Linked DNA regions of Mus musculus: regions 2 and 3 are each linked to region 1. The links are chromatin contacts, called in public HiChIP or PLAC-seq and promoter capture Hi-C maps. All regions are on one chromosome and are shown on one strand. Each heading gives the region's core, a stretch centred on a gene start, on an enhancer-like site or on the middle of the called end of the contact. The rest is flanking DNA. Distances are from core to core; before and after follow the strand shown.

Region 1 (4,736 bases), core at 786-3,285:
TTCGTGACCTTTGACTCTGCCTCCAGGTCTGTATACCTGCTCTAGTTTCCCCTATTAGCCAGAGCAAACACACACACACACACACCCAAGCCTCTGGTCAGGCAATGAGGGCCAGAGTCCATTGGGACCTGGCACAGATGGACGGCAGGATTCCTGCCTTCTGACTGTCCCAGTTTACCTGCAGAATGTTTACATGTTCAGGGTAGGCACATGGCCCCATCCTGTCTCTCCAGCTACGGATGCTCTGTGGCCTTCCCCACACTGCTTTTTTGTGGTTGAGCTGTCAGCCCTGTTCACAGGGTGCTGGCCGAGAGCTCTCATTGCTGGCATTCCTCACAGGATGGAGCCCGCAGGTACTATGAGGCTGGTCCATCTGGGCCCCTGTGGGAGCCTGTCAAGCTTACCTGCGCCACCTGTCACCAAATAGCGCTGAGCAGGAAGCTGGGGTGGAGAACAGGAGGAGTGGAGTCTGTGAAGAAGTGCAAGCTTCCCTCTTAGCAAACCCTGCCTTAAACTGGAGCTGCGGAGGGGCAGGAGGGGCAGCAGGAGACTGGGAGGGCGACCTGAGTGAGGCGTTTTGTCTAGAGGTTCCGTAGCTCTGCTCTGCTCCTAGCCTTGGGTGTTTAACTATGATCTCATGCAAGGAGGTGGGCCGTAGGCAGCCTGGAGGGGGCCTTTCTCTTGCTCCAAAGATACTTTGTTTCTGGGGCAGGGAAGGGCAGAAAGATGCTAGACATCTCCGTTTAAAGGCTTGGGTCCTCAGAGTGGGAAGATGAGGAAGCCTGAGAAGCTCGAATACTTCCAGCCACCCAGAAGATTCCCCCGACGCAGGCGCAGGGACACACGGTCCCCCGGGTCCAGGGGAAGCAGCACAGAGCTTGTGGCTGCCTCTCGGGTCACATCAGGGTCATTTGCAAAGGCTGAGATGACCGGCCATGTGTTCAGCATCAGACTCACCTGGGGAGGGGAGCCCAGTTAGCATCTATGTCCTAGTCCTTAGCTCAGGACACCCCGCCCCCCATCCTCCCAAGAGTTTTCTTTTGGGAACTTGAGGGTCAGTGGGCTCTCCAGTGAGCACTGAGGGGTGGCCAGTGTTGGGTTCTGTACATCTGCCATACCCTGCTAGCCTTTCCTCCCTTGCTCCTGGTCCCTGGGATACAGGTCCAACAGAAGGGCTATCCAGGGATGTGCTGCGGTCCACTATGACCCTCCCTTCCCCCCGGAGGTGGACTGGCACTTAGGTCACCTGGACAGTTTGGCGGTTGTACACCTTGACCACGTGGAATCGGAAGCTGTAGACTCCACGGACAGGGGCCACGAAGCAGCCCGAGGTCCGATCAAAGCCCTCGCCCTCATTGACCAGTACCTGTGGGGAAGCAGATTGTGTTGAGAGGGATTCTGGGTGCCGGGAGCTCAGGAGCATCACTGGGTTGGCATTTGTGCAGTGGGTGAGGAGAGAAGGGGTGGCAAACGGGTGTGACAGGAATGTGTAGAGTCAAAAACTATGAGGAAGGGCTACGGTGCTGTGTGTATGAATGAAAGAAGGCCAACCAACGGTCAGTGGCCATCTTAGAGGAAGGTGGTGCAAGAGATGCAGGTAATGGTTTCCTTGGAGTCCGAGGGATGCAAAGGGGCTTGGACAGTAGAGTCCAGGTCCTTGCATGTCTTCCGGACAGAGGCAGAGGGATTACCTGGTCGAAGTAGATGGCACCACTGGTACCGTTGCCGGTTTCTCCTGCTGGTTCATGGTGATGGCTTCGGACTGCAGCAAACGCCACTCGTCCTGGGGGTGCCTCTCCCAGGGCTGCACCCCCAGGTCCTCCTGCAGTAGGTCGGCCTGGCTCACAGACCACCAGGCACTCCCCCTCCAGTAGGACAGGCTCTGACCCTTCTTGAGCCCACCCAGCCTCCAGGGTCAGAAGCACCAGGGCCAAGGACAGCTTGGGTTTGTGCCATTCCGTCCCCATCCTTGCTAGGTGCCTCTGTAACTCACAGATTTTCCTGTCTTCTGTCCCCTTGGCTCTCCCCCCTCTGCTTCAAGGCTTCAGTACTCCTGCCCTGCTCTGCTGTCCTCTGTGAGTCTGGCACCTAGCCCGGGCACTCCCCTCCCTGTATCTTTTTGTGTCCCACAGCTCTGCCTGGCCTTACTACTGCTGTCTCTGCGGATCCCTCCTCCTTGGCAGAGCATGGAGTGACAGCAGTTGGGCCCTGGGAGGGAGAAGAGGAATGGAGAGAGGATATGAGGGCTCTAGCCACACAAGGGTGTGTACACACACACACACACACACACACACACACACGAAACAAAATTTCTTCAATTCCTTTCTCATCTTCTCCTTTTCAGTCTTTCTCCATGGGGTTTTCCTTATTGTGGCAAGGTGTGTGTCCTCATCTCCCCCCCCTTCCCCCCCTACTCCCCCAACTCTATCTACTTGGTGAAAGTGCTTGTGTCAAGGGCAGGATTCTCTTGTGACTCTGGACCAGTCACTTCTCTTGGAACCATCAACTGCAGAACTCCCAAGGACCCCAGGAACTGGAGGCGAACGTGAGAGTTGGCAGGAGGCGTTGGGGGTGGGGTGAGTGTCTGTGACCCGGTAGGCCCCGCAGGGGATGTGGAGGGCGGGTCGCTCGGCAGCAGGACAGCAGGCCGAGCCGGGGAGGAGGAGCGCAGCCCTGCCCCGAGCCCTGGCCAGTGCGGCCCTAGCGGGGGAGGAGCCGAGCTGGCTCCGCCCCGGGCCGGAAAGTGACTCCAAAGCCACAACGCGTTGTTGACGAGAGAAGTCTAGGTTGGGTGAAGGATCCGAGAAGGCCCTCCCAGATTCGGGCTCCCAGCCCCAGGCCCCTGGGGCGCGGGAGAAACGCGGGCCCCTCCTCCCCCGCCGCGGGCACCTAGAGGAGCGGGCGGAACTCGCGGCTTTGGCGGTAGGCGTCCCCCTTCCGGGCGATCGGGAGCTGAAGGCCGTGGCGGGAGGGTGGTCGGGCTGGGGGCGGCCGCCGCAGGCTGTGGGAGGGCGGGCTATGCCCCTGGGCCCCGGGTGGGATGCTTGACAGTGGACAAACGAGGAGGGGGGGCGGGGGCGGGGAGGTGGGAGTGGTTAGTGAAGGAATAAGGCGGATAGGGGAAACCCCCACCCCAGGACTACACTGTTAGAGCCTCTGGCGCGTATTCATTTCCCAAGAGGCCCTCCTCTACTCAAAAAATCCGAGACCTCTCAGCTCTGGGACTCTTTCCTCAAACCACCCACTTCTTGTGACCCTCAAAATGAGCTGGAGGCCCTCTCAACTCGTCCCTTCTCAGGGCGGTGGTCATCAGTTTTCTCTGGCCAGTCGCCCACCCCAGCTAGCCCTGTTTAAGAAGGGCTTACTCTCAGGGAGAGGCCTGTGTATAGATGATTTTCTATATTCTCCACCCGCGAGGTGGACTTGCTATCTCCTGGGGTTGTTTACCAGTTCTGTCACTAGGTGCGACCTGTTGATTGTTGGATGTATGCCATGTGATTAGGATTTGGGTTGAAGGGAGACAGAGACTTTGAGATTGCCTCTGCCCTTCCAGGACTCCAGGTAGAAGCCATGTCTACTTGGGGGTTTGCCTCCCCGACTCCCGACCGCTTTGCGGTGTCTGCGGAGGCCGAGGACAAGGTTCGGGAGCAGCAGACTCGCTTGGAGCGTATCTTCAACGTGGGAATGAGCGTCCTCTCCAAAGACTGCCCAGAGAATCCTCATATCTGGTTGCAGCTTGAGGGCCCCAAGGAGAACGTCTGCAGAGCCAAGGTGAAGTCCTCTTCCTTTTAGGGCTGCTACAAAGCCTTTTAGGACGCTGCCCCTCCCGAGGCCGAGTCGGAGGAGGGACTGGGAAATGCCTCTTGGCAATCTTATTGGCTGCCTCTCTCTTGAGCTTTGAGGAACTCAGCAAACCTTTTTATTTAGAATTTTGGTTTCACTTCTGCTGTGCTGCCTAGGTTCTTCAGGCTTTAGAACCAAATCACTTCATGCTCTTGGAGATAGTAAGGTAATCCCCTCTGTACAGGTGGGCCTTGCCAGGGAATTCCCTGGGGTTGAGAGGGGGCCGGCCACTTTTTCCCCCCTTTGCACCCAAGGCCAATAGGCTCCATCACTTGACAGCCCTCTGGTCTGTTCTTACATTTCCATAGGTCTACAGTGTGAATAGAAACAGTATCTACTTAGATGATGTAATAGCTTGAAGCTCAGGGAGAGCAGTGAATCTGAAAGGGATGGCTTCTAGAAGTTTCCTCTCTGACCTCCCTATCTAGGAATACCTGAAGGGGCTCTGCAGCCCAGAACTACAGAGTGAGATCCACTACCCACCCAGACTGCACTGCATCTTTCTGGGAGCCCACGGTTTCTTCCTTGACTGCCTGGCCTGGAGCACATCTGCCCACCTGGTGCCTCTGCTTCCTGGCTCTCTGATGATCAGTGGCCTAACCGAGGCGTTTGTGATGGCCCAGAGCCGGGTGGAGGAGTTAGTGCAACGGCTGAGCTGGGACCTTCAGCTACAGTCTTGTCCCGGAGCCCCTGACAATGGCGGAGTGCTGAGAGACTTCTCTGCCCTGCTGCAGACTAGGGAGGATGCCTACACAGAGGCCCTGCTGCGGCTGCCCCTGGCCGTGCAGGAGGAGCTCCTAAGCCTGGTGCAGGAGGCATCTAGAGGGCAGGGTCCATCTCGTGAGGTGGGGAGCTCAGGCCTGTTGAGTCCTCAGTTCCAGGGAGTCAGGGCT
Region 2 (4,736 bases), core at 1,301-3,800, 1.6 Mb before region 1:
GTGGGTGGATGATGAATGGATCTGAGAATTTAGCTCAGTGACAAAATACCCTGAGTTCACTGAAGGGAAGAGAATGCAAATGATAACTTTCTTCAGCAACAATGAATTATCAGAAACTTTTTCTTTTCCTTAAACCCAATTTTATTTCTCTCACCCTATTCCCTGTTACCTAAAAGATTTGTAAATATCACTACTAACACCAATCTTACTACTAATAATGACTTCAGTACTAATAATGTCCTAATAATGTCCTCACTAATAATGTCCTCACTAATAATGCCCTCACTCCTAATAATGACCTCACTACTAACAGTGTTCCTTTGCTAAGCAGTCTAGTCAATAACAAGCCATATATATACCTCCCACTGAAACCTGATCATTTCAGCCTCAACAGGCACAAAAACAGGACTTAGGAGCTGGAGAGGTGTTTCAGTTGGTAAAGTGCCTGCCTCAAAGCATAAGGACCTGGTTTGCTGGCACATCTTTAACTGTGGAGTTGCAGAGAGTTGGAGAGAGGCAGACAAGACACCATACAACAGGAAGACACTCCCTCCCCAGAGTTCTCTATCCACCAGCCAGTTCAGTCTAGCCAATGAATACTTCTGCTCTTTAACCTCCATATACACACACATGCACACTGACACATAATGACACTTTACAATACATTATATGCACACAAAGATGCTCACAAAAATACTTTTAAAAGAACATTAAAAAAAAAAAAAAGCAAAAGCTGGGGCTGGGGCTGGAGAGATGGCTCAGTGGTTAAGAGCACTGACTGCTCTTCCAGAGGTCCTGAGTTCAATTCCCAGCAACCACATGGTGGCTCACAACCATCTGTAATAAGATCTTCTGCACTCCTCTGCTATGTCTGAAGACAGCTACAATGTACTCACATAAGTAAATAAATCTTTAAAAGAAAAAAAAAAAAGCAAAAGTCATCTACCAAAAAAAAAAAAAAAAGAAAGACAGATGGGATGAAAGAGAGAGTGTGAGCGCACTAACCTAACTTTCCAGCAAATCACTTTTTTTCTATGTAGTTCTGGTAAGTCAGGACTTAACTCAGAGGCTTGTGAAGATGGGTGGCTTCAACAGGAGAGACCTTACTTAAATCAGCTGTTAGCCCCACTCTGTTCCTACACTTCCATAACCAGAGGCTAAATAAGTAAGAGGTTCTCAGCCTCTTACTGTTCTCTGTCGGGAACAGTACTGGGCACAGTAGAGAGGTTTGTCAGACCTGGCTAATGGTGCTAACATATCCTGATGGTTAGGGTGTAGCCTCCAGAAACTGGACCAAAAACCAAAGACACTATGATGACCACTGAATAAGCTGACTTTGCAGCTCTAGCTCTGACTGGGGCACAAGTCGGCTGGGGCCTATTTAAGTTCTGAAAAGTAAAATTGTTCCCAGTGGGCCTGACCTAGCAATGTGAATGTGTACATGTGACGTGAGGTTTATGTTAAGACACTAAATCAAGTCTCCAGACAAGTCCAATGCTATATTTTGTCTCTGCCCAAACCAGCTGTAATTCACTGAGGAAAACAATTGCTAATAAACCCCCAAAACACTGCTGACTGACCATGATACATTTGGTAGTAACATTCCTAAGCCAAACCTGTTCCCAGTATTCTCTCAGTTCCATGGGGCAAGAAAAGTCAGACTTCAGATGAAATCCATGGCGGCAATCCTCATTAAACCTGGAAGTCTGTAAGGTTATTAAATGTGTAGAAGAAAGAAGAGCTAATACACAATTGTGTGAATAAAAATTGAGTTGAGGGTAAAGAGAAAAAGCACATAAATTATGCACAGAAATAAGTAGGGGCAACTAAAAAGCCAGCATCAATTGGGTTGCCTCCTCACAAGCAGTCACTAATATTTATATTCCTATACTATCACCAAAGTCTTCTCCTAGATGAAGTAGGGATTAGGCCAAAGTGATAGAAATGTCTCAGCTTGGCATTTTAATTTAAAGCTCTACCAACTTTAAATTTGTGTTAAAGTTTCATCAAGGTAGGATATTTTTCCTTAGAGAAGTATTAATTGCGACGAACACCAGAAGACTATTTCTTTACATATTCAGTTTCAACTCCTGTTAGGCATTAGAAACGTGACATTTCTGAGCCTGCTTCCTGGATCCCAAGAAGTAAGCGTGACTTCACAGACGACGGCCTTCTACAAACTACCAAAGGGTACCGTGAGGACGAAGCTGCGCGCCAAAGTGGGACATTATGACCAGGATACAGAATCATTACCCGCTAGGATGAAGCTGCCCACACAAGAGATGAAGCCAGAGAGGAAAGAGTTGAAGGGGAAGGTGCCCACGAGGAGACAGTAGCCGAACTGCAGCGCCCCGGTCAGCAGTATATAAAGGAGATAGGCGTCCAGCAACTTCAGCCGCTGCGGAGTGGAGCTCAAGTACTCCTCCAGGAACCGGGAGATGACGGACACCACAGACGCCGACATGACGAACACGGGGACTTCGGATACCGGACGACCACAGACGATGTGGCTCGCGCGTGCGCGTTAGCGGGCCCTAGCCACGCCCACACCGGCGGGCCAATTGGCTCCGGCGTAAAGGCCAGCCTTGGTGCGTCACAATTAATGCGCAGACACAGGCTGCATACCCAGACTGAGAACTACAAACGGAAATAAATTAATGCTCCTGCGCAGGGCCTATCTCCCCCTCTGGAGACGTGTACTATAGCCTTATTTCCGCCCTGCGTTTGTTGACGCCCTCTGTTGCTCTGGCGACGAGATTTGTGACCGGAACAAGGGGAGAGGTTTAACAGCGGACAGAGACGCTTCCCAGAGAGTTCCGGCTCTCTTTGATCCCCCTCAGTGGTCTAGCTTGGGAATCTGCTTAGAGACCAAGCTGGCGGTCCAGGGACTTAACCTGCCTGGCCCTAATTCTCTTAAAAGCTCTATCTTCAGATGCCTATGACCGATCATTAGAGCAGGTCAAGTTCCTCCGCAGTGAGAACTATGCTTATACGGGCCAAGCGCCGGTTTACACTGGCGGGAGAGGGTTGACCTCTACAGGATCCTGAACTGGAAGGCTGAATCTGGGCCCCACGAAGAACCTAAGCCAGCAGGTATTCATTCATTCAACAAACGCTCGTTGAGTACCAAGGAGGTCCAATAGCTGTAGTTATATTGTAGGAATTTTTAGGTTAATCAGTCACTGTCTAAAAAGAGAGATAGTCACTTGTGCGTAGAGTGAAGGGTCAGGATCAGCAGCAAACTGACATTGTACAACAGGTATTGTTATAATATTCCTTGAATGGCTCCAAAGAGCATATTTGTTTCAACCTGATCCTCTGAATCATTTTATAGAAAAAGAATTGAAAGTTTGAGGTTTTAACAAGTACAATTAACTGCTTTTTAGCGTTTTAGCTGAAGAAAACTTAAGTTCTGCCTTCTGGTTTGCACTGCCATTACAAGTTCACAATAACCCGACCTTCTAAACCTAGTATCTCATCTTTCAGTTAAAAAGTCTACCCGCATAGAATCCGGTACTTCATTTCAGCGTTTAAGACACTTCCAACTGCCCTGCCTAACTAGTTGAGCAGCATTTCTAAACCCGCAACTGAACTACTGTCGCTTGTTATCTGTATTTAGCCCGGAAACACTTAGCGCCACAATCCAATAAGACGTAAATAGCCCTGCCCAGGTTCCAGTGAATCACTCGTGTCTTTGGAAAGCCTTAGTCTGTTAAAAGAGGTAAATCCATATTCACAAGAGAGAAGTTTGCACTCCTAGAAATGTAGCCTCTGTGCTCTTGTGTTACTGTAGAGTGGGTGGGATGTGGAAGGATAACCAGACGGGTTCCTACTCCACATAATATGAAATGCATCTGCAATTGAACCCTTCTCCCTGTCTCAGCACAAGTAGAACAGATTCCTCTGGTCGTCAACTTAAGGCCAAATGGGCTAACTGGCTGTTTCTAATTATCCAGTAATGAATTCTTCCAGAAGTTCCTGTGCCATCATCCCAGCACCTTCCAGAAGTGTCTTAGCCTTTGATCTTTGTCATTAACATCTTCATAGGAGTTCCCTAGGAAGACAGAATCAATGCAAGACATCACTTATTGAGACAAGCATACTCATTCTAAGACAAAGCCATTCTGAACTCCAGATTTTCTCAGCTACCTGAATTAACAATACGGAAAAGTTTTGTTTTGTGTTCAGTATATGAACATAACTAAACTCTCAATAGGGATTCATACGGTCATTGGTTTTGAGTAGTGTGAGTCAGAACATTACTATGTGTAAAAAGCTCATGTGCAGAGGGATAGTAGATAAAAGTTCAAGTTCCAGAGTCAGACAAAGAGGGTGTTAAACTTTGATTCTACATACTACTAATTACTTAACTTGAGACTGATCACTTAACATTTAATTCTTGCTTTCCTTCTTTGTGTTCTTTTTGACAAGGTTTCTTTATGTAGCCTCGCCTGGAAATTACTATGTATCCCAGAATGGATTCAAATTTGCAATCCTCCTGCCTCTGCTTACTGAGTGCTGAAATTTCAGGTATATGCCACTATGGTCTCATTTTCCATCTCCATGACATGGAAATAACAATACCTGAATCACAGCACTGTTTTCGTTGGGGTTAAATGAAATAATGTCAAACATTAAGCAGCAAAGTCCAGAGCCCATGATAAATGCCCAGAAGATGTTTGCACTTGCTAACAATTATTCATTCTGACATGAACGACCTCTGTTTCTCCAAATAA
Region 3 (4,736 bases), core at 1,548-4,047, 1.2 Mb after region 1:
GTCCAAGGAGCCACCTGATGGGGGTTTTGCCTTGGGTGGCATCACAGTGTATCCTGTCTGAGTGACACAGTGTCTATATATGGCCTGTGCCCTAGATGAGCCTCCATAAGCCAATGACCTTCTATTTCATCCCAGGGCAGGAACCTTCCATGGCTACACCTGGTCTGTCACAATCAACCCCTCTTTTGATTAATCCCATCTTCCCGGCTGTCCTGACTCACTTGCTTCCACCCCTTCCTTCCAAGCTGTAAAGAATCCTCTGACTCTTTCTTAAAAGCACCCTACCCTCCTGCTTAGCAAGTTACATCCTGTTTCGCAGTGGACTCACAGCAGGCGCAGAGAGAAGTCCCTCCTTGTCCCTAGTGGCGGTGGCAGAGCACCAGGGAACCCACTTGCTGGAACCCACTCAGCTCTGCCTTGGACAGAGGAGATAGGGCCAGGGGCATGGGAATTAAGGAATACTGACATACACCGGTAAAACATCAAGTCCTATCCAACTTGGAAAGCAGAAACAGACAGGCTCGGCAGGTTCAGCCCTGACCCATTTATACCTAGACTGTCAGAGGCCCTTTGGGAAGCTGGTTGTCCTCTGAACAGTCTCTCAGCTCCATGTGGTCTGCCCCCAACAGCAGAAGGATTGAAAAGCAACAGTGTTCCAAGTTTAACAAAACAATCTGATTGGAATTAGACCTTCTGTTCTTCCTTCCCCTTCTCCCGAGTGGAGATCAGGACATTGAAATAAACATCTACACACCTGACCCAAAATACAGAGCTGGAGGATCCCTTTGCCTGCCTATAGCATCCACAGACTAGCCCAATTATTATCAACACAGAAAAAAAAAAAAACCCTCAATTTCTGCGTAAACTGTGCACTTGTTTATAAAAGTACTTAAGTGTTTGTTGAATTTGAGTTTACCGTGTTACCCAGGATGGCTTCTAAATCCATGCAGTTGGAGTTAGCACAACATGGGGGTGGGGGTAGGGGGTTAATACATCTATAATAGCAGAACTCTGGAGGCTGAGGTAGGAGGAGTGTGCTAACTTGAGGAAAACTTTTCTGCAGAGCAAGACCCTGGCTCAAGAAAACAAACACCAAAAGAGACAAGAAAAGAAAAGAACAGAACCAAAACAAAAACAAACAAACAAACAAACAAAAAACCAAAAAATGGGAAGGCCGGATTGAACAAACAAGGTCAAGAAGAGAGAGAGAGAGAGAGAGAGAGAGAGAGAGAGAGAGAGAGAGAGAAAACTCCAAAAGAAAACCAAATAGCTGGGACATAGCTGTGGGTCCCGGCATATCTGATTGCAGCTGCTTGTCTTAAATGGCCTTTCTAAGTGGAAGGAGAGGTTAAAATTTGACCTCACAAAGGGGTTAGGAGTACTAAGCCAGCAGGTGAAATCGTCAATATTCAACTGTGGTGTAGGAGGTGATTTCCAGGCTGGCCTTAGGACTAGGTCACACGCAGGTCCCTACCTGGCATGGGACACCTGGAGATTGCCTTGAACCGGTGAATCATTCGCTCCTGAGTAGAAGGGAGCTTCTCCATGTTTATAGTATATACTGCATATGACCCTTATTTGCCTTAAAGGATACTTCGGGGAGCTGGTGGACTGCCTCTAGATGCTGACCCCACCGCACCCTCCACCCTTCTCATAATTCACTGGCTTTGCCCATAGTTCCCAAAGGACTCCGGGGTAAGTGTAGCCATGACTGAGCCAGGCTTCTCAGGACAATCCCGTGGACCTGAGCAATGGGTCCCATTTAGGCCTACGCTCCCTTCCCTTCCATTGAGGCAGCACCAAGGGGCTGATGCAATTGTCCTAAGGGACAAGTTTCTCAGCAGCACGCCATCTGTGAACCTGTGCCTTCCCTTCCAGCTGTAACGTCCCGCCTGGACGCAAATCCTTAAAAAGCATTTAAGGAAAGAAAAAAAAAAAAAGCAATCAAAATCTCCACCCGAGTGCAGGTTGGGGTTCCCCAGCTCGCGGGAGCGGCTACGGCCGCGCGTTTTGGGCGGTCGCCCACGTCACCCCAGTGCTTTAGGTGGTAAAGGTCAGTGTCTTCCCACGGAGGCTTCCTGCTTAACAAATGAAACTGAGTTTTCCTGCTCAGCTTTCGGTTAGCTAAAAACTTTTCAATGGCGGCAGACAACGCAGCCAGGAGGCCTCGGGAAAATTCTAGCGAAGGAATACTGGCGACACGTCGCAGTCGTGCGCGGAACAGCCTGGCCCCCGCGTCCCTCCCCACCCCGCGCTGTGCGGGACCTCCCGGCTCAGGCTGTGCGCGGCGGTGAGAGCAGCCGGCTCCAACCCCGAGCCGGGCCAGACGCCTGCAGCCGAAGAAACGCGTTCACAGCTCGGGTCCCTATGCACGGGTGGCGGTGGCCCGTAGGGACCGCGCAGCGCGTTCCGGCCTCGGTTTCCCAGGACCGTGGCGGCCCGCACCCCTCCTCGCACCTCACGCGTCCCTACTGGCTGAGTCTCGCGCCCCAGCCACCGTGGGGCGTTGCGGTCGGGGGCGGGTTACACCAGTGTGACTCGGTGGCGCGGATTGGCGGTCGCACCTGTGTCCGGAGGAGCGTGCAGCGTTGGGTGGCGGGAAGCGGCGAGGCGCTGTCCCCGGTAAGGAGCAGGTCTGAAGCGGGTCCCGGGGCCGCTCCTGGGTTGGTCCGAAATGGGTCGCCGGCTGATCCTGTGCTGGTCGCCGCGGGTCCCGGTGGAGGCTGCGCTCAGTGGACTGGAGCGCCGCCGACTGGCTGCGAGTTGGGAGAGCGGAGCGCGCCGCGCGCTGCGATCCTGGACACCTGTTGGCCGCGGCGCCTTTTAACCAAAGCCCTCACCCCGCCTCTCTCACCCTGGAGCGATTGAGAAAGTTGCGGAGGAGGCGGCTCCCAGTAGCCCGCCACCCCCAGCGCCACGGGCGGGGCTCTCCGGGCACCCAGAGCCGTCAGGGCCCGCCGAGTCGCGAGCTCTCCTGGAGCCTAGGTCACTCCCCACCCCACTCCGCCCCACCCCACCCCCAGCTCTCTTTGAGCTCAAGGCTCTTCCAGTGTCCTGTCCCGAGCGCAGCCTGAACAGAGCTGGTAGACCTGTGTCTTCACCCAGGACGCAGGTCGCAAAGCTCCAAGTCCCAGCTACTCGCTTTTGGGGGATTGGGTGATGTTGAAAGAGAGTTGATGTTGCTCTTACTACTCTCACTAGTGGAAAGTGTGCTGTTATATTCGAAGCTTCGCTGTAGTAATATTATATATACTTGTGTGTGTGTGTGTGTGTGTGTGTGTGTGTGTGTGTGCGTGTTAGATAAACGGACGGTACAGTTTTGTGTTGGCCTGCAGCTTCCAGTAGCGCACAGGAGACTCCTCTCCCGTAGTGCAGTGAGCTGAGGCATCTAGAATTCGGGTTCAAGGCAGACTAACAGAGGGCGCCGCCAGGGCTGGCCAAATTCTGGCTTCTATTTCTTTGAATTCCCGATTTAATTCGATCACTTTGAACAGGGTGCCAGTGGCTAGGACAGAAGAAGATGTAGAGGTGCGTCTCCAGGGCTGGCCTGGAAGTGGACTTGTCACAGTCTCTGGAGGGTTCTCTGCCTGTGCCCCCGCTCTCTGTGTCCTCTTTTCCACAACTGAAAGCATTGCAAGGAAGGGGCACCCAGATTCTGCCGGTGCAGGGGATGCGGAAGGGGGGGGGGAGCAGAAGAGGTTAGGCAAGCCCATCCCTCTTGGAGTCCAGGATGCTGGGAAGACCTGGGCAGCCTGCATCTACCTCTCTCCGCCAAGCTGTTCGTGGGTTTTGAGGGCTCGGTGTTCCACATTGCTTGGCTGTCTGGATAGTTTTGAGAGGAGTTACGGTGGACATTCACAAGAGCTAGCTACGCTTTGGGATACCTAGGCCAGCTAGCTTCACCTTACTACTTGCAACCCGAGTCCTACAGCTGCCAGGTTTGGAATGAAAACGGCACATCCCCACAAAGTTCCTTCAGATTAGCTTTACACGCAGTGAAGAGACTGATTCATTCTGACAAGGCCCGTCTGGTCGAAGGATTGGCTTTCAATGAAAGGACCATGGCTGAAGGTACATGCTTTCCCTGTAAAGCTGGCACATTGCCGCGGGCAGACCTGACTGCTCTTGCTTGGGCAGAGGAAGGTTGCACGCTCGCTTGCTACTACCCCCACCTCCTTTCTAACTGTAAGTCTTAGTCTAAGAGGGAGTGTCTCTAAGGAAGAGAGCCTCGGATCTGTGTCCAGCCCTTCAGAGAGAGAGAGATGTGCTGAATCAGCTTGTGTGGAATAACTGGCCAAGCAAGATGGGGTGGTACAACTCCCTTGGCCTGAGCACATCTAAAGATGAATCAAAGAGGAGATGAGGTAGTGGCAGCAGGCAGGGGTGGAAGGATGTTGGCACCTTTAGCTTCTCATGGGTCGTACAGTTTCCAGTCAATTGGAGCCCCTGTTCAGTGAGGATGACAGAAGCTTCTAGAATCATTGTAGGAAGCTGGCCAGTAAAAGATAGGTTGGAGATCAGAACTGCTTCACTTTCTCCATTGAACAATTTCTCCTGAGGGTTAGTGCCCACGTTATGATTACAGCTTCAGCGTCTAGCTCCCTAACTTGCTTCTACAGATTCGCCTAATGGCTGTGTGTTGGCTGATGGTCACAGGTGCTGGGAATATTAGGATGTATCGCTAGCTCATCTCCTCCTCTGTTCCAGCCATCCCTCCTTGTTTCTTGTTTTCTCAC

What was found. HiChIP or PLAC-seq counts read pairs in DNA pulled down with a chosen protein or histone mark. Capture Hi-C pulls out chosen DNA fragments and counts their contacts.
Region 2: a promoter capture Hi-C map of liver shows a contact between it and region 1, with 4 times the contacts expected there. The contact joins the promoter of Dad1 here to the promoter of Cbln3 in region 1. A contact is called at or near these places in 2 of 39 promoter capture datasets (liver and pre-B cells), 1 of 115 datasets of contacts at active chromatin or transcription factors (pancreatic cancer cells) and 1 of 9 other capture datasets (liver).
Region 3: a FOXA1 HiChIP or PLAC-seq map of pancreatic cancer cells shows a contact between it and region 1. The contact joins the promoter of Gjb2 here to the promoter of Cbln3 in region 1. A contact is called at or near these places in 1 of 39 promoter capture datasets (liver) and 1 of 115 datasets of contacts at active chromatin or transcription factors (pancreatic cancer cells).

Annotation. Positions count from the first base shown.
Region 1 is chr14:55,882,221-55,886,956 of GRCm38.p6, forward strand. It overlaps Cbln3 (cerebellin 3 precursor protein), which reads right to left and starts at 2,036. Exons shown (of 3, transcript NM_019820.3): 1 at 1,692-2,036; 2 at 1,247-1,366; 3 at 1-957. The coding sequence starts at 1,967. The coding sequence ends at 760. Khnyn (KH and NYN domain containing) reads left to right here and starts at 2,722. Exons shown (of 8, transcript NM_027143.3): 1 at 2,722-2,922; 2 at 3,554-3,771; 3 at 4,272-4,736. The coding sequence starts at 3,571.
Region 2 is chr14:54,251,379-54,256,114 of GRCm38.p6, forward strand. Dad1 (defender against cell death 1) reads right to left here and starts at 2,551. Exons shown (of 3, transcript NM_001113358.1): 1 at 2,254-2,551. The coding sequence starts at 2,464. It also overlaps a transcript of Abhd4 not described here.
Region 3 is chr14:57,101,905-57,106,640 of GRCm38.p6, forward strand. Gjb2 (gap junction protein, beta 2) reads right to left here and starts at 2,798. Exons shown (of 2, transcript NM_008125.3): 1 at 2,565-2,798. It overlaps Gm32912 (a long non-coding RNA gene), which reads left to right and starts at 2,761. Exons shown (of 5, transcript XR_383459.4): 1 at 2,761-4,736.